Linked DNA regions of Mus musculus: region 1 is linked to region 2. A link is a contact called in public promoter capture Hi-C data. All regions are on one chromosome and are shown on one strand. Each heading gives the region's core, a stretch centred on a gene start, on an enhancer-like site or on the middle of the called end of the contact. The rest is flanking DNA. Distances are from core to core; before and after follow the strand shown.

What was found. Promoter capture Hi-C pulls out the DNA fragments that hold promoters and counts their contacts.
Region 1: a promoter capture Hi-C map of hippocampal neurons shows a contact between it and region 2, with 6 times the contacts expected there. The contact joins the promoter of Ubxn10 here to the enhancer-like site in region 2. A contact is called at or near these places in 16 of 39 promoter capture datasets (the 3T3-L1 cell line, 3T3-L1-derived adipocytes, the HPC-7 cell line and 10 more), 3 of 484 Hi-C or Micro-C datasets (brain, cerebral cortex and trophoblast stem cells), 3 of 115 datasets of contacts at active chromatin or transcription factors (embryonic basal ganglia, embryonic forebrain and pancreatic cancer cells) and 4 of 9 other capture datasets (adipose tissue, embryonic stem cells, liver and 1 more).

The regions. Positions count from the first base shown.
Region 1 is chr4:138,723,573-138,727,255 of GRCm38.p6, forward strand. It overlaps Ubxn10 (UBX domain protein 10), which reads right to left and starts at 1,693. Exons shown (of 2, transcript NM_178671.5): 1 at 1,609-1,693. It overlaps Pla2g2c (phospholipase A2, group IIC), which reads left to right and starts at 1,753. Exons shown (of 6, transcript NM_008868.3): 1 at 1,753-1,916; 2 at 2,159-2,285.
Region 2 is chr4:138,553,584-138,557,556 of GRCm38.p6, forward strand. No RefSeq gene overlaps it. Among named protein-coding and RNA genes, the nearest start is that of Gm32549, 59 kb to the left of the region's middle. Within about 2 kb of position 2,083, at least 49 of the 459 cell types and tissues checked have an H3K27ac peak or open chromatin away from gene starts, as enhancers often do. A contact at or near this core is called in cerebral cortex, hippocampal neurons and pancreatic islet, where this site is marked.

The DNA of each region.
Region 1 (3,683 bases), core at 443-2,942, 170 kb after region 2:
CCCACACATGCCTGGGGAAGGTTTGGCTGTCAGGAAGTTTGGTAACTTAGAAACCTCTCCCTAACAACTTCGATGAGAAAAGTCATGCGTTCTCCCAGGCACTCTGCGGGGTTATTTTTAACAGTCAAACTTGAGTGTGTGCGTGTCGTTGCTATACCTTTTGGTACTCTGTATAATTAGCCGTGTTCAGGGGGTGTCATATTCAAGACACCCTGGTCATAAGATAACATGACTTGCAAGCTATCTCAAGAGAAAAACCTCAATTATGACTAATTCTCATAAGCCCACTCAAGGCTATTTCGAGACTAACACCTCCTTCAGGTAAAGCCGTTACACCCAACCTGCTTTTATAACCCACCGCCTCCTACCCAGCACAGAGACCATCTGTTACACAGAGGGAACACCAGCTCCCACCCCCACCCAGAAGGAGGGCAGGATGCTACAGGAAACAGGTGTTTGGAGAACGGCAGCCATGGCGCCTTCAGAGATACACACACACACACCCTGGGTCCCAAACTCTACCTTTGCCCTCTGTCTAGGCTCCTGCGACAGCACAATCCCTGCATGGCTCATTTATTTCATCACCTCTAGGGCCTGGCAGACACTCAACTACAAAGTGATTTGACAACGTCTAGGCGTAGGCATCCATCACGCTGCCAGCAGAAGAGACAAGTAGCCTGTTTACTTAAACACAATAGCTAGGAGGCAGACGCCTGCTAGGAAGCAGGAAACAAAACACGGGCCACTATTTTCAAGATGTTGCCCTCCAGAAGGGCAGGTGCCCATTCCTTAGGATTATCACCACACGAACAGGAAGGAAGGGACATTGGATACAAATGAAATCAAGATTCCCGTGGTTTTCCAATGGTGCCCACAAGCCACCATAGGGTCAGACCATGGTACTTCACAGCCCAAATCTAAACCTACAGCGCAAGCAGCAAAATACACCCTCCTACGAACCATCTGCTGGCATATACCGGGACATGTACACGTGCATTGGTCTTTTAAAATTGTTTATCAGTTACTACCACCCACTGCCGCCACCCCATAGTCCCCAGCCTGGCTTACAAAATTAAACTCTGTAAAGGAACCAACCCCGGGGGATGGAGGGGGAGAGAGGGAGAGAGAGAGGATCGAAACCACTCGCTATGCTACCCCAAACCAGAGATTACAATGTGGGAAACCACAAGCCACCAAGTGAGTGAAGAGAGAGAACCGGGGTTGATTCCAGGATAGAAGGGCGGGCGAGGGGGTTGGGGAGAGGCCTCTATTATTTCCGTGGTCTGGCAGGTCTGGAAGCAAAGCTTCAAGTGCAGAAGGAAGAGGAGTGTTCCGGGAATGGCAGAAAGGTCTGGAACGTGAATGCAGACCTGGGTAAAGGGCACTTGGAGCTGTGGGAGGCTCCCTGCAGCTCCTGCCTCTGCACATGACCCCGACTCCCTTCTCTCTCTTTGGATCTGGGTCCAGGGACTGGCTTGTAGACGCCCCTCCCAGGAGATTCCCTTAGCTGCTGCAGACTCAGGCTCCAGCCAGGTTGGCTCTGTCCCTGGGGAGGGCCACTCAAATGCCTGCCTCTCAGTTTCTGGGGACCCACAGCGGGCCTCTCACCTCGCAGCTCAGCTCCATCCGCCTCCGGTGCCTGGCTGCGACCAGCTGGTAAACAGCCCTGTCTCCCTGGCAACCGCCAAGGGGTGGGGGCCACGTGCTTCCGGTGGGACCGGAACCTGCCTGACCTGGACCGCAAGCTGAATTGGACTAGGGCACGGAGGGCGGAGGGGCAGAGGTGGTTCACGGATTCCAGGCTCAGGACCTTGGTGTGGCCCTGCCCCATGGAGGCCACAGGGCCCTGGGCCTGGACCCCTGCCATTGGAACTCTTCTTCCTGACCTGGCCTGACTCTTGTGTCTCCTGGGGAATGTGCGTTCAGGGGAGAGGGAGCCCTGCCCTGGAGTCGGGGGTAGGGACCAGGAACAAATCCCTGTCAATCCTTGGCCTGACTTTGCCAGTGTCCTTGTTTTAAACAGGGTTGTGCAACTGTTTTAAAACGAGACCCTTAGAATCTGGGTGGTGATTTTTTTAGGGTATGTTGTCATGGGGGTTCCCACCCCCAGGCCACCAGTCTTGTGATCACCACCTGTATCTCCTATTTCCTCCTTAAGGGTCTAACTATATACAGTCAGCAACTCCAGCCACTTCACCGCGTTTCCCAACAGCTTTGAGTTTTGGAGGCCGGCAGCCTGACTGCTTTCTCAGAAGCTATGGTCCACTACCTCAGCCATTCTGTTGGTAAGAGTCCTCCTGGCCCTACTGTCATCCCATCAGTGTGATGGATGCCTTAGCTGGAATCTGTCCAACCCACACCGAGCCATGACATGTCACACACATGAGACCCTCTGCCCTCCCTGGCCAGCCTTCTGTTTCCTGCCCTCTCCAATAGCTATTTCAAATCCTATCTGTCCTCTAAAAACCTCCCACATGCCGTCTTCCTTCCTCCCTCCCTGTGGGATGACAGTCTCCTGCCCTCTGCAAAGGAAAATAGAAACCATTGAATGTGAACCTTCTTAGTTGTCTGCTGTCAGACCAGAGGGCTCCCAGCCTTTGCACGATTGCTCTCTTGCCTCTGGTCTGTTAGAATGGTCATCTGATCCCATCCCTGTTAGCTGTCTCTGAGGTGCTTCCCAACCACAGCCACACACACGCACACACGCACACACACGCGCGCGCGCACACACACACATACACACACACACACACATACACACACACTCTCCCCCTCCCTAGGCCCAATATCCTTGCTTCTGTTGAAACCTTGACTTAAATGAAGACTCTTCCCTAGTTTAGCCTGTCCCTTCACTTGCCCAATTCCTCCCTGTCTTTGTTCCAATCTAATCAACTCTTCCTTCCAAGCTGGCATTAAGATGACTTTAAAGCTGAGAAGTGACAGCGCATTCCTTTAATCCCGACACTCAGGAGGAAGAGGTAGGCGGATCTCTGAGTTCAAGGCCAGCCTGGTCTACAGAGCAAGTTCAAGAACAGTCATGACTACATAGGGAGACCCTGTCTCAAAAACAAAACAAAACAAACAAACAAGAAAAAAAAAACTGCTTTAAAAGGAGTCCCGTTGGACTCTGCTCTAGACAGACCCTTAGAGTAATTTAGTGATTGAACTAGTAGAAGTTAACTAATAGACAGTTAAGAACCACAGATTCACTACCTAACTTCATGGCCACATCTTTGTTACCTGCTTCATGCAGGGATAGGATTTTGATATGAGCAGAGTTCTAAGGCCTTGTCAGCACATCCACAGTTGGGTTGGAAAGACACATTGCTCATGGATAGAATTGTAAAGAATACCGTTTTCAGTAAAGTTTGAGCCAAGGGAAGGAGAGCCTGTTGGATGCGATCATGTATGCTGTGCTTGGTGCCACTGGCACTTTCCTTGAGAGCTGGCATGGAGGAGTTCATTTCAGTGATGGGCTGTTAGCCCATCTCAGAGAGGAAGCTGCTGACCCCGGGAGAGCACCTGGCCGTGGAGCGGAGCCTGCACTAGGCTGGCCTCCTTTCTGGGAGTTCTGTCTTCAGATATCCCAGAGGCATCTGTGGCCCCAGGAAGGTACAGCTGGCACCTTCAGAAGCTGGTTGCTTTGCGTCGTAAGAGTTGCTGACTTACATCTTGTTAATGAA
Region 2 (3,973 bases), core at 833-3,332:
TTGCCCATGCCACCTGGCCCTTGCCCAGTATGATTCCCCCCACCCCCGCCGCCGGGGAGTCTTTCTCTCTCATTACCCCCTCTCTCCAACCTCATTCTTCTTCTCTCTCTTTCCTTCAAATTTGCAAAATGGGGCTATACTGTGATGCCATCTGGGGAATGTTCCAGAGAGAGGGAACACCCAGTTCTGGAGTGCTAGTGTGGGAACCGGTTTGGCATGATTGAGGAACAGGGAGGATGCTAGGGGGGACTGGAGCTGGAGAGGGAGGTCAGGGTTAGAGGGAGGAGGGGCTGGATTTCCGGGGCCTGGCAGGCCATTCTAAGGACAGTGGCTCTCCCACTGCACTGACCCTCTGAGAGGAATTGTGGGCTCCAGGTCTCTTGTTTTTATAGCTTCACAGAGTGCCCAGGAGGGGTCAAGGTGGGAGCAGGGAGTCCAGGAAGAGCTGTTGTGACTGAAAGTGCTTGGCTAACACCAGGTGACAGAGAAGGAGAGGGGTGGATTCTGGAAGCTTCTCCAAGGCAGAGGCGGCCAGGTGATTGATCTGATGGGCTATGGACATGACGGAAGTCATCAGGAACGATTCTAAGTTGGACATCAGGGGTAGGAAAGTGAAAGCTGTCCACTCACTGAACCCAGAAGTCCCGGGAGGAGGGAGGGGTTTGTGTGTGGGGGGGGCAGGAGCTGTTCATAGCTTGCAAGGGAGGTGTTCCTCCTCATGTCAGAGGAGCTAGATCTGGCTGGAGGGGTCCATGGGAGCCTCTCAAGCCATGGCATTTAAAGCAAGGAAACCTTTGATAGCAATCTGATAGCAAGAGATGTGAGCAGCCAAAAGCCCTGAAGGCTGAGCCCTAAGCCTCCTTGTGTGAATACTGCCTGGGCAGATGTCAGTCTATAGAGAGGAGGAGGGGGAGGGAGAGGGGGAGGGTGAGAAGGGGAGGGGAAGACGGGGATGGGGGGAGGGGGAGGGAGATGGGGATGCACAGGCTAGTCAAGAAGGGAAATTCATCCTTGTCTCCTCCACATCTTCCTTCCACACTCCCTTGCGTCAGTTCATTCTATCTCCCCACCCCCACCCACTCCCACAATTCCCGAGACAAGGTCTCACTATGTAGCTCTGGCTGTCATGAAACTTACTATGTAGACCAGGCCTGCCTTTGCCTCCTGAGTAGCGAGATTAAAGACATGAACCACTACATCCGACCCATTCCGTACTTTTTCTTCTTTAGCTCTGTTTTTCTCTTTTGGCGTCAGTGACCGTCTCTGCTTAACCCCCAGCCGTAGGTCTCAGGCTTCCAGGGTTCGGGGATCCCCACGGGCCTGTGCCATTCTCTGGGAAGTGGAGGCGTCACCACCGGCCTGCGAGTCCTCGTGCCTCCTGCCCGCATAATGCGCTCTAATATTTATTTACATGCCTTTCTGACTATTATTTATTAAGGTGTCGCTGCCAACTGTGCGCAGGCTAATTACTCTTAATGTGCCCCCTTCTGGTTCCCACAGCGACAACAACAACGTCTTCCTGGCTGCAGAGCCAGCGCTGGGAAGCCAAGGACTGAGCCAGGGGACTGCTCAGGACAGTGTGCAGGAGCGCTCAGAGGGCAAAGTCCGGGTGCAATCCACAGGGTGGGGACCCGGACAACACTGGATGGGAGTCTTGAAGCTAGTACTCCTGTCTGGGGTGCAGTTTGGGAGAGGGGCTGCTAGTAAGCTTGGGGTGGGGTCTAGATCTCCAGTCGGGGACTTTGGAATCAGGAATGAATCAGGTCGGGGGGGGGGGGTCCAGTAAGGGCGGAGCTTCTGAGAATCAAGAGGTGGACCAAAGAATCAGAATGATGCCCTGTAGGGTTAGGGGGAGGAGACTTAGGGAGTCAGGAAGAAATGTGGGGGAACCAGGGCTGGGGACCTCAGCACCTTGGGGGTGACACTGGGGGGGATATCGTGGGGATGTGGAGGGTTCCCCCCTCATTAGTTCAAAGCTGGAGGGAATAACGTTCAGACAGCAGTGCTTGGGTCTGTGGGCGGACAGAGGGACAGCATCGCATCGCATCGCATCGCATCGCATCCCCACCCTTCATCCCAGGGGCAGGCGGCTGCGCTTCCCTGCTCCACCCCCTCCACCCACGTAGGCGGCTGCCTCTGCGTTAGTTAGTTTCTCCTCTGCTTTCGTTTCTCCCAGCGTCAGCAGTGGCGCTGGAGCCGGAAGGAACTATTTAATTGGCAGGATTCTGAGTTAAAGACAGCTGTGGGTTCTCTGGGTTCCAAGAGCGCACCGGGGTGGGGACAGGAGGAGGGGGAAAGAGATTGAGAAAGAAACCCCTGGCTTGCAGAGTCTTTAGAAGAACGGTTCCCAACTTTCCTGACACTGCGACCCTTTACTGCAGCTCCTCGTGTTGGGGTGACCCCCAGTCATCAAATTATTTTTCATTACCACTTCAAAACTGTCGTTTTGCTGATGTTAGGAATCGTAATGTGCTTATTTGTGTTTTCCGATGGTTTTAGGCGACTCCTGTGAAGGGGTTGTTCAACCCCCAAAAGGGTCACCATCTATATGTTGAGAACCACTGCTCTAGAGAGAGGAGAAAGAACAGGGATGGGTGACCGACTGGAAGAGAGGAGCAGATGAAGAGGGCAGCTTGGATTGATGGAGGCAGCGGGAGACTCTGGAGTGACAGGCTTGGCCAGGCTGGCCCCTGCCCAGATCTTGTCCCTCTGGGTGAAGGCCCTCGTGTGTCTTCTTTTCTAGGGCCACCTGTCTCCCTGCAGGTTAGAAGAGGACATAGCCTGGGAGTATCTATCCATTTAGTTAAATTACTGGGCCTGTGGTTTAAGGTGTCTACTGGTTTCCAGGCCTTATCCGTTTTACGCTGAAGTCTCTGCCTGAGCTGGGACCTACATATTTATAACACCCAGCGAACTGTGTCCCCACTCCACTCAATAAAGACTGGTCAAAAGGTTTCTGTGCAGGGCCTCTGGGACCTTCTCCTCACCATCCCAGGTCAAGTCCTGGCCAGGGAGGTGTGTTTTTTAGGATGGACCAACAAAGGCCCTGTGAAGGATCTGTCTGGTTAGAGTCAGATGCTGGCTGGCCTAGAAGCCTTTATATTCTTCCCTCCAGGGGCAAACCTCTGGAGAATAGTAGTTGAATTCCATTCAGCTTCTTGCCTAAGGTGAGGATGCCAAGAACCCAGCACCTAGCTGCACTCCAAGCTTTCTGGAATGAAAGCTGCTTGGTTAGCAGTTGCCAGAACACATGAACGCCATTTGCTTTCCACGACCTGGTTCCTCGGAGCACAGTTCTTCATCCCTAGCCCAGATGCATTCAGGTTGGACTCCGGATCCTTAAAGCTGGGGACTATGGTCCAAGGAGGGAAGGCCTGTCCTCAGGAGAGATGACACAACCTTGGGAAGGGTGAGGTGAGGTTGGGAAAGTATTCATTACCCGCTCAATGAGAGCTCAAGGGTCTGGGATCAGGATGTTGAACTCAAGTCAGAGGGCAGGCTTGAGTCCGTCGTCTTCTTTTAAAACATGGGGAAACTGAGGCTCAGAGAGAGGAAGGGACCTGACTTGGGGCATGAAGTCTGTGTCCCTGAAATGCTTCATACAATGACCCCAATGACCTTTGACAGGTAAGAACTGCACCTCATATCTTACTGTGGCATTGTAAGGATTTCAGGGTCAAATTCCTGGTTCCAGCAGTTCCAACAGACAGGGCTCAGCCACGATACACCAGCCAACAAGGAGAGGTGAGAAACAGAGAGATTTAGTCAACGCATATTGAGAAGAGGGGCCGGTAAAGGAAGAGATAAAGGAATCCAGGGATCCCAAGTTCACTGTAAAGGTACCGATGAGAACTCTGGGTTCAAATAGAGGAAGACTTGGGGCAAGGTTAAGAGGTATGCATAATTAAACACACAATTAAGTGATCATGGTCAAGGTGTGGTCTTACCCATAATTCTTTGAGTCCTGTAAGGA